2 separate regions of the Mus musculus genome follow, and region 1 is linked to region 2. A link is a contact called in public HiChIP or PLAC-seq data. All regions are on one chromosome and are shown on one strand. The core of a region is the stretch at or near the end of the contact, and the rest is flanking DNA. Distances in the headings are between cores, read along the strand shown.

Region 1 (4,432 bases), core at 1,914-4,413, 35 kb before region 2:
CTTGCTGGAGTAGGTGTGTCACGGTGGGATTGGCCTTTAATACCCTAGTCCTAACTGCCCAGAAGTCAGATTTCTCCTAGCAGCCTCCAGATGATGATGGAGAACTCTCAGCTCCTCCTACGCCATGCCTGCCTGGATGCTGCCATGGTCCCACCTTGATGATAATGGACTGAACCTCTGAACCTGTAAGCCAGCCCCAGTTAAATGTTATCCTTATAAGACTTGCCTTGGTCATGGTGCCTGTTCACAGCAGTAAAACCCCAACTAAGACAGATATTTAGGCAAAAAGGAGTCCTAGCTGATGATGCTATGTGACAACTGTGACAGTCACTGCTGTTGAAAGCACAGATGCCAAGGTTTGCCAGAAGCCACCAGAGCCTTCCTCTGGAGCTCTCTGGCGAAGCACAGCCCTGCCATCTCATTGATGCTGGGCTTTTAGCTTCCTGCATTTCCAGGGAACTCACAGAGTTCTTTTGCTTCTGACCACTCAACATGTGGTGCTGTTACTGGCTTCTAGGGAAATGAATACATCCACGGTCACAGACGGCTCACGTGCTCTCCCACTGAACACTCAAAAATGCATTGGGTTTAAAGAGGGAAATTTCAATAGGTTCCAAGAAAAGTACCAGAGTGAGATACTGCAAGTGTCTGGGGGAGGGGGCGGGGCGCAGGGAGGGGGACAGGAGTGCTGGCCCAGCATCTGAGGAGAAAGCGCGCAGTAGAGAGAGCAGGGCGGAAAGCATTGGCGAGAGGCTCTGTGCTTTTTCTGTTTTACATTCTTTGCAGGGCCAGGTTAACTGGCCTCTGCTCTGCTTGTCTCTACTGGTCATGTAACACGCTTATAAGATGCTTTATAAATTATCTCAGGAGTTTCTCTTTTTGTAAAAAAAAAAAAAGATTTATCTATTTATTTATTTTATGTTTGTGAGTACACTGTAGCTGTCTTCAGACACACCAGAAGAGGGCATCAGTTCCCATTACTGACGGTTGTGAGCCACCATATGGTTGCTGGGAATTGAACTCAGGACCTCTGGGAGAGCAAGCAGTCAGTGCTCTTAACTGCTGAGCCATCTCTCTAGCTCACGAGTTTCTATTACGATGCTTTAGACATTTTGTGCATGTAAGTCAATATTCCTGGAGTCGATATCTGTTAAAGTGAAGCCTGCATTGTAGACAAGGGAGCACTCATTAAAAGAATGAGCCTCGGGCCCATTATCCGAGCTACTTGAGAAGCTGAGGCAGGAGGATCACAATGTCAAAGTCAACCTAGACAGTTCTCTGACATACTAGTTCAAACTGGAAGTAACACAGGATCTGGGTGTGGATTTGGCTCAGGGGTAACGTGCTGGTCCAGCATGTGTGCGGCCTGAGGCACAACCTCATTGGTACAAAAAGTGAAGAAGTGAAGAAAACAAAACCCAAAAACCCTTCACACAGAAGCCTTATAAAGTCGATCAAAGCTGCATGTTTGCCCTGGCTCTGGCCAGAAAAGCCCTTCAAAACACTATTATCTGTACAAACGACTCTTCATTTGATTTCATAAAACTTTTCAATGGGTATTTTCAGTGCTCTGTAGGAAAACAACACTAGGCTTCAAGTTGATTGCTTTCTTTGAGTCAGCAAGTGTTACGTCTTGCATGGAACTTCAACTCCTGGTCTCATAAAAGAACGGAAACAGGGAGCAACAACCCCAAAAGACTATAGTTTCACAAGAAAGAGAGCCTGTGTTGACAATCTGGGGCCTTCGACTAACTCCAGCCCAGACTCTCAGATGGTGGACTCGCTCTGTGACGTTAAGGCAAACGGTTCAGCTCCTGCAGATACAATTTACTGTTTGTTTATAGCTATGTGGCATCAAAGATGCTATGTAAAGCCACCCGACTTTAGTTTCCTTTCCCATAAAATGAAAACCATGGCTTCTTGCAGGGTAGCCATGGCAACAAAAATAAGTTTCTGTATCAAAAGCAGGAAGAACAACGCCTGATGCAGCAATAACTGATATTCATAATTCCTTTAGAATGTGTCTTCCCTTTCATCCTGGCCTTATGCCTTTTCAGGATAAGGAGAAAGTTATCCATCTGGCTATCTCTCAAAAGTACCAAATAAAATATGTTGCTCACAGCAACTGCTCGGTAAAGCTTCCTGACCCAAGTTTCCAAGTCAAGGATAAAGGCTACGTATTATCTAGTTGGTAGGAGTTGTTATTATTAATTTTTAAATATCCAGTTATCTGGGAAAAAATGAGAGAAAGCATCTTTTGGGAAAACATCTGTGGAGAAGACGTTCCCACGAGAACGTTTTTATCAGGTTGGAAAATGCTTTTCAAAATCCCCCCTCCTTGGGGGCTACATTCTTCCCCTCTGGCGACACTCTCTGTTCTCATAGAACAGTCTGGAACATACCCACGCTGTGAAGGAGCCTCACCTTATTGCTTTCTTAATCTTCCTTCCTGCTCCAGGTTTCCCTGAGAACCCTTCCTCCCCGGAGATCAAACAGGAAATTCGTTACTTCATTAACTTTATTGCTTCTGTCTTTGGAAGTCCTGAGGCTTGGGATCGTAATTATATACCATTTATAAATATTATCTCTCAGAGAGAGCTAATAGCTTCTTTGTAATGCACTCTCGTGACTCTGTGGCTGCTAAATTTATGTGTCTGCCACGTCTTAAATAAAGTTTATAAACTGATTCCTATAAAATGATGTCAGACTTTCTGCTCAGATTAGAATCTTTAAGCTCATCAGCTAATCAGCAAGCAGAATTACAAATATAATAGAACATTCTGACCAGACCTTAAAGACCAGGACAAATTCAAAAGTAACCTCAACAAGTGAGATTCAGATGTAGTGTGTGGAGGTCAGTATGCACAGCTTCCGGGGATCAGAGAAGGGATACACGGCTTCCTGGGTGTCAGACAAGGGATGCACAGCTTCCGGGAATCAGAGAAGCGCATAGTTTCGAGGGTTGGGGGCTTGGGGGTCAAAGAGGCGACACACAATAGAGGGTTTAAGGAATTTTAGAGAGGAGTGGGACGGTAGTACAGGGCCAGTAGGTGAAAGTGTACCTCAAGAAGAAATTGTTTTCCACCATGTGGGTTCAATAGAGAGCAGCATTGTGTGTCGATCTCATTTCCATACAAGGAAACGCCCACAAACACTGCTCCATGCCCCTCCCACAAAAAGGGAGGGACAAACAACTTCTGTTTTGGCGGAGATTTGGAGGCGTGGCCTTATCTCCAGGACTGATAACCTGCTGGGAGGACAGAACATTGTGGATTTAACTTAAAAAAAAAAAGGGATCTTCTTTAGTTGAGCAAGTGGTAGCAGTTGTTCCTTATAAAATAAATAATAGCTGCAAAACTAAATGACTTAACATAGTTGAAGTGTTTACAGCAGGCCCTAGCCTGTCATAGGAGACCAATAAACATTTGCGATCATGACATTACTATCTTTAGAATAATTACTGGGAGTATTTTATTCAAACCATTATTTAAGATCTTGCCGTCTCCCATGGCCACCCTGGAATGGCTGAACTGCTATGTCAAGAGATGTGACAGCCTGGGCAGTGGTGGTGCATGCCTTTAATCCCAGCACTTGGGAGGCAGAGGCAGGTGGATTTCTGAGTTCAAGGCCAGCCTGGTCTACATAGTAAGTTCCAGGACAGCCAGGGCTATACGAGAAACCCTGTCTCGAAAAACAGAGGGAGAGAGAGAGAGAGAGAGAGAGAGAGAGAGAGAGAGAGAGAGAGAGAGAGAGAGAGAGAGGGAGGGAGAGAGGAGAGAGAGAGAGAGGAGAGAGGAGAGAGAGAGAGGAGAGAGAGAGGAGAGAGAGAGAGATGAGAGAGAGATATGAGAGAGAGGGGGGAGAAAGAGATATGAGAGAGAGAGAGAGAGAGAGGAGAGAGAGAGAGAGAGGACAGTCGTTGTATGACTCCGATAGGCACAATTCTGCTGGAAGAAGGGAGTTAGTTTTTTTTTTTTTTTTAAGACAAAAGGCCTGGGCTGGAGAGATGGCTCAGCAATTAAGAGCACTGCTCTTCCTGAGGTCCTGAGTTCAATTCCCAGTACCCAAAGGTGGCTCACAGCCATCTGTAATGGGATCTGATACTCTCTTCGGGTGTGTCTGAAGACAGCTGCAGTGTATTCACATACATAAAACAAACAAACAAAAAACCCTAAAGGCCCAAAAAGGAACGAAGATAATTAATATCTGAGATGATGGAAAAGGCGGGGCCTAGCGTTCTGTAGTGACCTGGACAAGTAATTACAAGTATGAGAGAGCTGGGGTCCCTGAGGACTCTTTGCAGTCTCTGGGGCCCCTCTATTCTCAGAATACAAGGAATTTGGACTGTTTTCTTCCTCCTTGGGTCTGTGGCTCTTGTTCTCATCCACGATTGGCTTCGGAGGAGACTTCTAGCATTCACTTCCTTCCTTTA
Region 2 (4,380 bases), core at 1,804-4,303:
AGCTAGGCTGCTCTTGCTCTCCTTCCTTTCTGCCTTTATCCTACTGGGATGTCCTTCGTGTGTCCCCCTTTTCAGAGTGGAGGAGACATTTCTACAGTCTCGCTACCTGCAGTCGTATTTGACATTTAAATGAGTTTGCTGTAAGGACTGTTGGTTGAGTGGGTGGATAGTGTGGGGATTCAGGGACCATCCTGGACTGTGAATAATGAGATCTGGCCTCGTGAGTATTCCATCAGACCGCGGAGGGAACAGTAGCTGCCTACACCTCACAATGCCCTCGGTGGCTTTAGGGGGAACATTGCTAGCTCCTCTAATGACTGAGTCTAATTCCTGTGCAGTGAGCCTTCTCTGCCCCTGTCAACAAGATTTGTGACTCTCTCAAAGTGTGGTTGGGAAAACAGGAGGCAGTGGTGAGCAGCCAAGGGCAGAATCGCTCTCAGGGTGTGCGACCAGTGCCAAAGCCACGGGGTGAGGGTAGGGGTGGAGGTAGGTGTGGGGGTGGGGGACTGGAGAATCGCTCTCAGATCAAATTCAGATCAAAGTCTCCAATTCTTTCAAAATAGTAATAAATCATGAATCGTCCCTCTCCAAGTCTGTAAAACCTACTAGAATTAAGATTACCAAATAAATAAATAAGTAAAAAAAAATTAGTGAAAATTTATTTAAATTTTTATTTTTTAGACATTCAAAATTACCTGGGCATTTTATATTTTATCTGGAAACTTTTTTCATGGAAACAGTTCAAAATATAAAGGACTAGGTTAACTTTCATTGGTCAAACTCCCGTCTTGAGGTTATAGCAGGAGAAAGTGAATTCTTTAGGGTCAACTACACATGTAGTTTTAAATTCCTACTCCACAAAACTGACTGTGTGTCCCTGACAAACGTCACACTCCTTTCTAGGCCCCATTCCTTACAAATGAATCAAAGGAAATTAAAGAATCCTGACGTAAGTATTGTGTCAGATCCAAAGTGTTCAAAACTAGGAAGTGTATACTAGACCCTCATGAGAACAAGAAACCATGCGAACAGACATAGGTCTGCAGCATGTGTTCCCTCCGGAGTCCCCTCTTTCCCAGCCTCATTCTGCACTGTAGTGGAAACTGTCATCGGCCCTCATTGGTGGCTCCTTCAAATTCCCCAACTATTAATTTATTTGGTCTCTAAATTCTGCTTCAAGAGGCTTTCACTGAGTCGCTTAGACTTCTCACAGCATGTCCCAGGAATTAAAAATCTTAGGATTTGCACCTCCTCAGCATCTTTCCTCCTCTGGCACAAACTCCCTTTGTATGTTGATGTAGTTTTGAAGGTGTACCTTGCACCTATATGCTTGGACAGTAGTACTCAAGTCTAGTCTTAGGCTTAATGTGTTATGTAAATAGGACTCAGGGCTGGAAAGATGGGCCAATGCTGAAGAGCATGGACTGCTCTTCCAGAGGACCAGAACCCACATCAGGTGATTCACAGCCGCCTGTATCAGCGGCTGCAGGAATATCCAGTGCCCCTGGCCTCAGGTATCCATGGCATCCAGCCTCCACAGACACATGTACACACTTGCATACACACACACACACACACACACACACACACACACACACAGAGAGAGAGAGAGAGAGAGAGAGAGAGAGAGAGAGAGAGAGAGAGAAAGAGAGAAAGAGAGAGAGAGAGAGAGAGAGAGAACCTAAAAAATGAGGACTCCTCGCAGACTTCCACAGTAGGTGGACCCTTGGTGTTTGCTCCATGAAAGACTTCTGCTCTCTGAGCTTGATGGGGATGCTGCAATTTAGAGTAGCTGAGAAACCCAATTGATCCTTACGGAGTTTCTGGAACAGATTTACCCTCTGGGTCTCTGCAAAGCCTTGGGGAAATCAGGACAAATATGAATCTTTCTTTCCTTGGAAGAGAGTCCTATTGGTTATAGACATCACCAAAGGTTGTGACTTCTGGAATATGTGTGTGTCATTTCAGTCCTGGTGTCTAATGTGCCCACACTAAATATCAGACTTGACTTTAGTTCACACTTAGGTCCTTCTGAGTGTCAAGGAATCCATCCCTGTATGAGAACCTATTTTTCTTTTTTTTTTTTAATGCATCCTTCCTGCTTCAGAGATTACGAAATGCTCTTCTGCAGAAAGAAGGGCTGTGTCAAGGCACGATGTGTTGGGTATCCAATGCAACGATGCTCAGCTATGTGGAATTACACAGCTCAACCTTTCATGAGAAATGCACCAAAAAACAAAGCCACTGGGGAGGGATTGCCACAGGCTCTCTGATGCTCCTTCATCACCCCAAAACTCCAGATCACCTCCTCCTCAGCAAAGATAAATAGAAAGATAAACAGACGCATGGTTAATGAAGTGAAAAAGGGAACCAGACAGGGCACTACCATTTCTTCCCCTGATAGGTAAGGCCCATAGATGTTACCCATGGTTTCTCTGAGACAGAGAGATTCAAGTTAAAGATCCAAACAAGAGCCAAAATGAAGCCACTAAAAGACAATCCAGCATGTACCTTGTTTCAGAATAGAGCAAACAAACATTTTGACCTCAGAGGGAGAAGGCAACGTCACCCACGCTGCCCTGCGGTCACCCCAATGCTTGCTTTCTTCCCCACGCTCACACTGTCCCATCAGCCTCAAGGCCATCCCGGGAGTAAAGAACTATTTGTGCTGTGGTTGCCTAATGCCTCAGATCCATCCTTTTCCAGAAAACTGTTTGCCAGGAAGCCACAAACAGGGAGGGTCCTTCTCGGTACCTTGTGAACAACTTCAGCAATCAAGGTTTGCAGTGAACTGGTAATAACCGCATTCCACGCACCAGTTTGTCACATGACATTATGAAAAGGTTTGAGTGTGTTCTGTCCTGAGTTCAACCCCTAAACTCAGGTCAGACCCACAAGATCAGAGTGTTCTCTTCTTGTATGTTCTGTTGTTGTTGTTTTTACAGCCAATCAACCCTCCAACTCATTTAGTTAGTTATTATTGTGTTCATACTTACCACGAGTTAAAATCCCCCAGAGCCGAATGTGTTCCCGTAAGTTGTCTAGTCGCTGACACAAAGATCTTTGCATCCTGATATATATCCCTCCTGCCACTTAAGCCCAGCGTCATAGGCTTAGGGCACCAAACCAGATGCAAGGAAGGTGGGGGGAGGTGGGGGTGTGACTGAGACAGACTTAGGAGTTGTCTGATAAGGATGCTTTTACCAAATGACAGGGGCATCTTCTCGCAGTGAAGGCACATTGAATTCACAGATGCATGAAATGTTGATAGCCCAGGGCAGATGTTCAGGTTTTGATTCAATATTCTTTTTGTTTCTCTCTCTCTCTCTCTCTCTCTCTCTCTCTCTCTCTCTCTCTCTCTCTCTCTCTCTCTCTCTCTCTCTCTCACACACACACACACACACACACACACACACATACACACACGAGGCATAATTCTTATAAGACTGTACATATCTAGAGAAAGCCAACTCTCATGTCCTCTACCACTATAAAGAGTCTGATCACAGAAATGATAAAATGTAAGAGTACAGAATATCTCTGGTTAAATGGCATTGTGTGTACTTCCTCATAGACATGAGACATAAAGGTTATTCATTGAAGCTCGGTGACATTTGATAGGGAATGAGGCCAAGAGATTTCCAGAACCTTAGAACAGGTGATTGAAAACCAATCACTAGATCATACATTTTTATGATCTGTAGGCTGTCATCTAATTACTACAGCTCTTGGCTCAGTCCTCACATGGCATTCAGCTACTAGTATCAATTTGTGTGCTGCCTTACATAAATCTTATGTAGACCTTAGCTCACAGGACACTCAACCATTTTGACAATTTTATCATACAGAAAGTCAGGAACACATTCAAAATTGCTTATAAGGTTGGTATTGGAATCTGGAGCAAGTTGGATACTTGTAAACCCTGGATATTCAATGGTCTCTTGACTATCTCCTAGCCATGCAGATAAGGAAGGAAATGCAGATTCTCTGTCCATTTCTACACTTTGCCTTAGAACTAAAGTGCGCCTTCCTCAGATTTCTACTTGCTAGAGAACTGCACTCCTCATGGTGACAAAGATAGAAAGCCATTTGTCCTCCCAAGGCAAGGAAAGATTCTTAACCCACAGCCCCAAGCAGATTACAAGAGGAGCTTAGCAGCTTAAGAGTTGTTTGTATGCTCTCCCGTGCTCTTTGCCAACATTAGAGCCATCCTGAACGCTACAATTTTTATGTAGAACAAGTAGAGGGTTCAATCCTGGGCTGGGTTCCTCCTCAGAGGCTGCAGGTCCATTCGCATCTCCAGGAACATGATGCTTAGATGATTACTTGATTTTTTTTTTCACTTCCTGAAATGAATTCACAAAGGCGGCGTGGAAAGCT

The links. HiChIP or PLAC-seq counts read pairs in DNA pulled down with a chosen protein or histone mark.
Region 1: an H3K27ac HiChIP or PLAC-seq map of embryonic stem cells shows a contact between it and region 2, with 5 read pairs. The contact joins the enhancer-like site here to the promoter of Pde6h in region 2. A contact is called at or near these places in 2 of 39 promoter capture datasets (embryonic stem cells and macrophages), 5 of 484 Hi-C or Micro-C datasets (LSK cells, cerebellum, extraembryonic endoderm stem cells and 2 more), 6 of 115 datasets of contacts at active chromatin or transcription factors (CD8 T cells, the HPC-7 cell line, bone marrow-derived macrophages and 3 more) and 3 of 9 other capture datasets (adipose tissue, embryonic stem cells and liver).

The regions. Positions count from the first base shown.
Region 1 is chr6:136,988,747-136,993,178 of GRCm38.p6, reverse strand. No RefSeq gene overlaps it. Among named protein-coding and RNA genes, the nearest start is that of Gm30055, 10 kb to the right of the region's middle. Within about 2 kb of position 3,163, at least 30 of the 459 cell types and tissues checked have an H3K27ac peak or open chromatin away from gene starts, as enhancers often do. A contact at or near this core is called in embryonic stem cells and extraembryonic endoderm stem cells, where this site is marked.
Region 2 is chr6:136,953,196-136,957,575 of GRCm38.p6, reverse strand. Pde6h (phosphodiesterase 6H, cGMP-specific, cone, gamma) reads right to left here and starts at 3,053. Exons shown (of 4, transcript NM_023898.4): 1 at 2,997-3,053.